Linked DNA regions of Rattus norvegicus: region 2 is linked to region 1. The links are chromatin contacts, called in public Hi-C maps. All regions are on one chromosome and are shown on one strand. Each heading gives the region's core, a stretch centred on a gene start, on an enhancer-like site or on the middle of the called end of the contact. The rest is flanking DNA. Distances are from core to core; before and after follow the strand shown.

Region 1 (4,156 bases), core at 1,018-3,517:
CCAGTGAACCACTCAAGCTAGTCTTGAAGAGATTGGTAGGGCGATCTCTGTTGCAGCTGCCTCCTGGCATTTCCTAAGCTGCTCTCACAGCTGCATAGCAAGACACTGAAGGGCTCATGGGAAGCACAGCTGTGCTTCCAGACACAGCTGGGCCCCAGTGGGGGAAAAGACAGGGTGGATCCCTACTTAGCAAATGCCACCCATTGTTATAGGCCCAGGCTAATGTGACTTGTAAGAGCAGAATATCTTTGCGGTTAGTAGCAAATAACAGTTAAAAGTAGAATTATAAGCTTCCTTCTGGCTTCACAATGAACAACTGAGTCCATGTTCTTTCTCTCATAATACACACTACAGACATATACATCCACACAGGCATACTCATGCACTCGAACAAACACACACACACACACACACACACACACACACACACACACACACACACACACACTTGCTCTATTTTGTTGTTTCTTTGTGGAGTTAATCTCAGTGGATTATCACTTGAAATGACACTAGTTTGAATCTGCATTGACCCTGAAGGGAGCTTTACACATTGATCAGCCATACCAAAAAAGAATCAGAAGAAAGGAAAAAGGAGGAAATTCCAACATTTCCATGCATGTAACCAAGAAAGCACAGACTAAAATTATAGGGAGAGTACCACTACTAAACCTAAAAACAACTAAAATAAGATAGGTACTGAACCAGCATCCATCAAACAATGTCCACTGCATGGTGAGAGTTTCAAAGCACTATGGATATTTTTCCATTGATGAGTAAAGAGACACTTTCAAATCATTGATAAAATGTTTTGTATACAGTACAGTATTCTGTAAAACATGTCTTCCAAACTTGTCTATTTTTAACAAACTTATTTAACTTAAACTTTCACTTCATAGCTATGGTGTCATTAGTATAAAATCAGATTCACTCTACTTGATGGTTTAAAAGCATAAATAACAATGCATGCAGGCTTAATTTGTTCTGAAGCTCTCTTTAAAAGTAACAAAATGATAGTGTTAGCTTACTGTCATGTTTCCTTCATGAGAGAATCCTAAATATACTACAACTTTTAACTACTTTTTAACAAAATATATTTGAAGTGGTGCCCTTAAATGTCGTTTAATATTTGGATAAAACAATATGTACAAGTAAAATAACAAATACCAAAAACGAAATGAGACCATGCATTAGTATAAGTTGAAGAGAAAGCTAAATAATATTTGCTTTTTTTTCTACATGGTAATCATTTTTCCTAGTTTCTTACTGTGCTGTTTGCACTTGCCTTTGGTTGGCGTCCTGACAATCACTTGATTTATCTTTCTGTCCTGAGTACTAAAGCCCCACTTGGTTTTTATTTGAGGAGAATGAATGGTGCTTGGTAGGAAGCTGACTTTGTCAACCTCAGAAGAGGTTGGTGTCAGATTTTATCTATCAGTCTTTGCATAGAATTATGCAGGGACCTTTGCTTTAAAAATCAAATCAATTTAAGAACACACTGACAGTAACTAGTAAAATATTCGGTTATGCAGAGAGAGACATTCGGCTGGCACTGCGTACCTTTTATATGTCTCGATTGACATTAGCATTTTTCTCTATTCTATACACACATTTAGGTAATGTTGTCATTATGAGTTCATCAGCTATTCCATTAACAAAAATATTCTCTTCCCTGCTTTTTCCTGGCACATGCTTTCTTCCTCTCCCTTCCCACATTTATCTTCTTCCAGTAACTAATTTCAACAGCCCTGGCAGTAAGAATATGAAGTGCTCAGTGCAAGCTTTGACCGAAAGACGGAGGCATGAGTGGCCAACATTCTTCTCCAAAGCACAGAATTAAAGACATGCTTCACTCTTTCCTTTAAATGTCTGTACTTATTAAATTCTCTTTAAAAAATATCTATCTATACTACAAATAAGCACGATCCTACACATCAGAATGCAGATGAGACTTGAAGATTGCATTCTATAACCTCAGCAGCAACTTAATTAGCAGAGCACTCTGTGGTTAGGAACACTCTGGGGAGTGAGACTTTGACACATTGGAAATAAATACCCTGGACTTTCTCCCACACTCAGACTGATGGTGATCAAACTGGTGATTATGATGTGGGCCAGAAGGAGAAGGAGATGTGTATACTCAGATCTTCATTTAAAATACTAGAAAAGAAAGCATTTACAACCAACCTTCTTCCCACTAATGCCTGGACAGCAATGGCCGAATGGAGTGATTGGATCAGTAGAGAATCTGGGAATCTTAGCTACATTTGGCTCTCCATTCAGCACTCAGTGCCTGCTGTCATGGCTATGGGTGTACCGGGAATGCCAGTGGCTGAAAGCTAAGACTTTGGGAAAATTCCATAATAAACAAACACTAACAACTTTTTTTGGGGGGGAAGGATGATAGCAAAGACATGAATAATGATTAGTGAATGCAGCCAGGAAAGAAAGTTCCAGCCGAGATGAGTCATTTGACCTACAGAATAGTAGCTTAAATTCTTAAATTATTTTAACTTATGTGGTAACTGCCCCCACGTATCATGTTTAGAGTCACCTATCATATAAGTACCAATATGCCATAATTCATATACAGACAGATTCTATATTCCAGATTCACTAACCGTATGTTTGAAATAATCAGGTTGGGTGTAGTGGTTCGTTCTTTAATTCCGGCACTTGGGAAATAAAGGCAGGTGGATTTCTGGGAGCTCAAGGCCACTCTGGTCTACAGAGTGAGTTCCCAGATAGCTAGGGTTTTGTAGAAACACTCTGTCTCAAACAAACAAACATGCAGAAAAGCAATAATAAAACAAAAATCTCCAGGATATTGCACATGAACTGAACATGAGAGGACTTTCTCTGCTTGTCATAATTCCTTAAGAAACACAGATATTTGCATGGCAATTGCATTGCATTGGCTTAAGATGTAATCCAACAATAAAATGATAAAAATTGCCAGAAGGTGGCCATGGGGCATATTCAAACATGAAGGAACTAAGCCTCCTCAGATTTGGACACCCTGATGAAAGGAGTTCATGGCAGCAACACTGCATAAATACCAAGGAATAAGTGAATATGCATGTACAAGTATATGTGGTTGGGGAATATTCATAGATACATAAAATAGAATATACTTACACACTACTTTGATATAAAAGAATGTTATTAATGGTTATTACTGCTAGACACATACAAGGGTATCCTATAAAATTTATTATTTGAATTCTGTGTTTTAGTTTTAATCTCTTACATTTTAATTTCATTTATGCTTCATTTTAATTTTCTTGAACAAATTCAGGTTTGCTGAGAGCCAAACCACAGGAATGTATTACTGTCTTGAATCATGAGATTCTAGTCAAGAGACTCTAGTCAATAGAAGGCAAACACTTTCATTGTCTAAGAGTCCAGAGGAGAATTTAATTCAAATGGCTTGTTCACTTATAAACTTAACTGCCAACATTTAATAAGATACCCCGAGCTAACTGAAGCAATTTAAATCACACACTGGGTCATTTATTGGCCCAAATAGGTATATGCAAATATTCTATCTGACTTATTATTATTAGTAGTAGTATCACTATTATTATTATTGTTGATTATATTATTTCAAACTCTCTTAGTGATTAAGAGTAGCTTATGAGTCTGAAAGTTTCCAGCCAATTCTTTATGTCTTTCACTCTAATTCATCACAAGTTTGCCAACCACTATTAAAACACTTTCACATCTAAATGTAAAGGCCCATATCCTGACATTGATCCACGTGCGGAACTCCCATCGAAGTCGATGAGAGTCTTGCATAGAAATCAATGACAGGATATGGACCTCAAGGCTGGACCATCTCTCCCCTGGAACCTCTATTCATTGACACACAGAAATTTGAGAAGATTAAAAAAAAAAAAGAACAGAGTCATAAAGCAAAATGCTTTCAGGACAAGCTCCATGACTCTCTGGCAAAGCTCACTGAGAATCGGATGCCAACTATAGTTTTGCAAAAGAGGGGAGATGGAGCTGTGAAACTGCCAACTCCAGCAATGACGTGCTTGGCTAGAATTTCATCGCTTACCATTCAGGTGAGCAGGACTTGTTTTAGTCAAAGCTTCTGTGTTGGCATGACATCACCTTCTAAACCCAATGAGTTTACCATGGTTCTCATGTCTGA
Region 2 (4,156 bases), core at 663-3,162, 470 kb after region 1:
CCCCTTCACCACCAGCCTCCCTCCCCCCTCCAACCCCCCAAAAACTTTTCTTTCTTTCTTTATGGAATAATCAGATCAAATTCTCAGTAACGACATAGCAGTTAAATTCCGACCTGCTCTACTCTTATCAAATTCTTTCAATTAGGTTACGTAAGGTTTCAAAGAAAGGGATCCGTAAAGTTTAGAGGGGAGCAGTTTCTACCGAGATCTTAGAAATGAGTCTATCTCTTTAAAAATGTACACATTTAACACACATACTAAAAAGAAGCGTCAGTTAGAAGCAAAAGAAGTCTGCCCCAACAGTGAAAGGGTTATTAAACCCTCAGTGAAGGAAAAGGAAGAAAAAGAAAAAGGAGAGAGAAACGAAATGTACATACAAAAGAAATTGTCCTTTGATTAAAAAACATTCATCACCATTTCCAGCTCTGTCGGGAGATCCCAGCTTCTTCTAACCCCTCAAAGAGGAGGTGACAATGTCGGGCTGAAGAGAAACGAAGAAAGAAAGAAAGAAGTTTTTTGTGTCCCCCCCCCTTCCCTCCCTGGCCCCTTCCAGGCCAAGCCCCCTGCAGAGTTGAAGGCGAGGAGGAGGGAAAGCACTTTACAGGTGGGTCATTCCAAGACCAAATCCAGCAAACAGATCGGCTGATAAACAAAACCAAGAAATGAGAGAGAAGGAACACTCCCCCCAACCTCCTCCTCCTCCTTCTCCTCCTCCTCGTCCTCCTCCTCCCCCGCCCCCGCCCCCTCGTCCCTTTGGGATGGTCTAGTAGGAAAAGTCACTCAGGAATGGCACCACGTACTTTCAGGAAAGAGGAAAAAAAGAGAGAGAGGGAGAGGGAGGGAGAGAAAGAGAGAGTGAGAGGTCAGTCAGTGCTACAGCAATGCGATTAACAAGAAGAGAAAAAACTTGATCCACCGGTTCCTTAAGAATCGACCAAAAGCTAAGACAAGAAAACTGAAAGAAAAAGGGGAGGGGGGGTACGAAGGGAGGGACAGTCAGGCAGAACCCAGCAAGGAACCTAGGCCAACTTCACAGGACTGTTTTGTGGCCTCTGGCAAGATAGGAAAAAAAAAAGGGAAAAAGAAATTAAATCTTCATTCCATCTCCTTCGTCCATACCAGAACCTGTCAAAGCGATTTAACTGCTGCTTTTATACATGTGTCACACCAGATTTTTTTATTAGTATTATTTTTGTTTTGTTTTGTTTTCAATCCCAACAGTATAATACCCTCTATCTAGACAGCTGCAATCAATGCCAGGTTATCCAATCTTTCTTCTTGGAATTCAAGTTAAAACAAAGCAAAACCAAGTCCAAATCCATGACAGCTATAGAGATGAGAACTGATTAATCCATTAACATCCCAGAAGCAGATTACAAGGAGGGGACGATACATTAAGGCAAAGGACATCATCTTCAACGAAATTCCCTGAGCGTCCTTTAAAGAAATCATTTCCCTAATCAGAGCCACAACCCATCCCTCCCCAAAGAAAAGCGTCTATATTATTATTATTATCACTGGTTAACAGCAACAAGTCATTCGATCACACCACACTGTTAAACAAGATTCCATATCATTACACTTAACTTTGAAAACACTCCCCCCCTTTGCAAACCATACACAAATTGATAGATAATCTATGAATCAGAAGACAAATAAAACAAGAGCTGTTCTTCCCCACGCAAAAAGCCAAGCGGAGATTTACCTCAGCAGTGCATGCAGTAAAATAATCCCATCACCCTTTTGTTTGTGTTTACTGTTAGTGTGTCCTCTCCCTCTCTCTCTTTCTTTCTTTCCTGTGCCTAACGTGTGTTTGTGCACTGCAGTTGGTGGTGGAAACTAAGGCAGTGGATCTGTAGCTAAGGGTAATCCTGTTTTTACTTCCTCCATCTTCAGCGAGGAGCAGGGTTAGCCCGGGACAGCTGGTCAAACCCCGAGAAACCGATCCGGCGGAGCCCGAGCACATCTCCCCCGCCGGCCGGGCTCGCGCAGACGCCCGCGGGCGGAGGGCGGGCAGCGGCGGTGGTGGCGGCGGCGGCGCGCGCGGGCTGGCGGAGACGCGCGCGCGGAGGGAGTGAGGTGGGGGTGTCGTATGCGAGCGCCCGGGTCCGTGAGAGTCACGGAGCGAGCGAGCGAGCGAGCGCGCGGGCGGGCGGGAGGGGCGGGAGCGCGTGTCTGCGCGCTCGGCCGCTCGCTCGGCGCGCTCGGCAATCGATTACAGGACAAGTGCCGCGCGGCTCCGCGCCTCCTCCGCGCCCCGCGCGCCCCCCGCGCCGGCTCCGCCCCTCTCCCCGCTCCCCGCGCCCAGCTCACGTTCTCCGCTGGCCGCGCGGGAGGGACGGTCGCGGGCTCCTCCAGCTCATGTCGGCCGCGGGAAGTTTTCTATCTGGCCCGGCACCTCCCCAGAATCCCGGCTCCCGGCACCCGGAGGACCTGGGACACTGAGCCGGGCAGAGGGGCCCTCGCGAGTGCGCTGGGAGACCAGGGAGCAAGCGCCACTGTCCCCATTGTGAAAGTGCTTTCCAGTGCAAGTTTAAAATTAGAGTGTTTACTTGCTGTTTATATCTGCCTCCGTCTCGGCGTGTGCCACATCCACCCGAGTCTTCAAAGGAACCGTGAGGGTCGAAAAAAGTTGTCAGCCTGGAAGTGTAGCCTAGCCTTATGCCAATCAAGACGTTTGGTTTGCCCGGGGTGGGGGAAGAGTATAGGAATCGTCCTGAGAAAAACAAATGCATGCTCAATCTACAAATAGCAGCATTTACTATCTTTCTTGACCACAGAAAAAGGAATAGAGACTTCTATAATTAAAGGGAAAAGGAAAATGAAAGGAGCTGGAAATACTGAACTGTGTAGTCTGGGTGGTTTAAGTTTGAAATCACATGAAATTATCAGGAGTGCCAAACAACATTTCTGAGAAATTGTATCGCAAATTGTGTAGAAAATCAATGCTGAACGAGGAGCGGGCGCTGTGCCTCCCACTCCTTTAAAGAATCCCAGAAAGAGGTGCTGAGAGTTTTCTCCCTTTCCCCTTTTCCGTGGAAGCAAGCCATATGACACATTGAAAATAAAATCAACTTTCACCTTAAGCACCACTCTGCCCTGTGTTTAGATTTTGGTGTGAGCAAAGCTTCACAGTGCTACACAATGGATATCCTAATAACGTCTAATGTATTTATTTTTCCTTTTTAAGACCATATTATATCTATTGCAGTTATTAAGCAATTATACTTGTAGGCTCGGTTAATATGTCTTAATTATAGAAAGTGATGGTTTAAAGCAAACAAGATAAACCATGTCATTGGGGGTAAACCACTTGTGCTCAGGTTTTCAATAATTCCTGACGATTTTTTTTAAGTTGCAATATATGTAAATTGTTAAGACTAACCTTTTAACCTACTTGTCAGCTATCCGAATACAATGTTTTCCCCCTTAAAGTTAGATTTGGAAAGGTCAAACTAAAGAGAATCTAGGAGTCGTTCTAATCAATTCAACAGACAGCAAATTCAGAAAGCTGGCAGAAAGTGTGACTCTATAGTATAGAAAAGGTGACATACTCTGAAGTGTGAAAGAAGTTCTCTAAGTGTTCCTTCCCACTTGAAGTTTCAGTATTTCGAGTATCTACAAAGTCATAGTGGTCCTTAGAAAAGACTTAAACATTCAGTACTAAAAGGAAAAGTCTTCCTAGATAAAAGCAACGGGATCCACCTGCAGAAGACGATTCACTGTGAGATCTGGAGGAGCCATCCTCAAGTTACCAAACTACCATAGTTGATAAGGTCCTTGCACCTAGCTGACCACTGCTTGATTTAGATCCCTCAAGCTTATCCATTACTGACTTGCTGTCATTGGTTCCCTGGCCACCAGAGGCACACCCTCTCCCTCTAGTGGTTAAACCTTCGGACAGTTTACTAGCAGCCACAGTCTTCCCGCAAGAGTGAGCTATTTAGGCAGGGACTAATGAAGCCCAATTTTTACAGGGGGACATTTTAAAGAGTGAGAATTAGGTCATTTTTTTAAACATCCCATGCTCCTTTCTCATTTACAGACCACAATGAATTCTGGTTTCTGAAGAAGTTGGGAATGTGTTTACAAGCTAAATTGAGTAGTTCCTTTTCATACCTCTGAAGTCTCATCTTGGTACTCTGACTCATAATCT

The links. A called contact is a pair of places that touch in the nucleus more often than the background predicts.
Region 2: a Hi-C map of the A7r5 cell line shows a contact between it and region 1, with 5 times the contacts expected there. The contact joins the promoter of Ikzf2 here to the enhancer-like site in region 1. A contact is called at or near these places in 10 of 12 Hi-C or Micro-C datasets (the A7r5 cell line, the Rat2 cell line, Schwann cells and 6 more) and 1 of 1 datasets of contacts at active chromatin or transcription factors (oligodendrocytes).

The regions. Positions count from the first base shown.
Region 1 is chr9:78,172,299-78,176,454 of GRCr8, forward strand. All of the region lies in intron 1 of LOC120094697 (a long non-coding RNA gene), which reads right to left. Among named protein-coding and RNA genes, the nearest start is that of Erbb4, 130 kb to the left of the region's middle. Within about 2 kb of position 2,268, at least 2 of the 93 cell types and tissues checked have an H3K27ac peak or open chromatin away from gene starts, as enhancers often do. A contact at or near this core is called in the A7r5 cell line, where this site is marked.
Region 2 is chr9:78,638,447-78,642,602 of GRCr8, forward strand. It overlaps Ikzf2 (IKAROS family zinc finger 2), which reads right to left and starts at 1,913. Exons shown (of 9, transcript NM_001106916.2): 1 at 1,706-1,913; 2 at 378-481.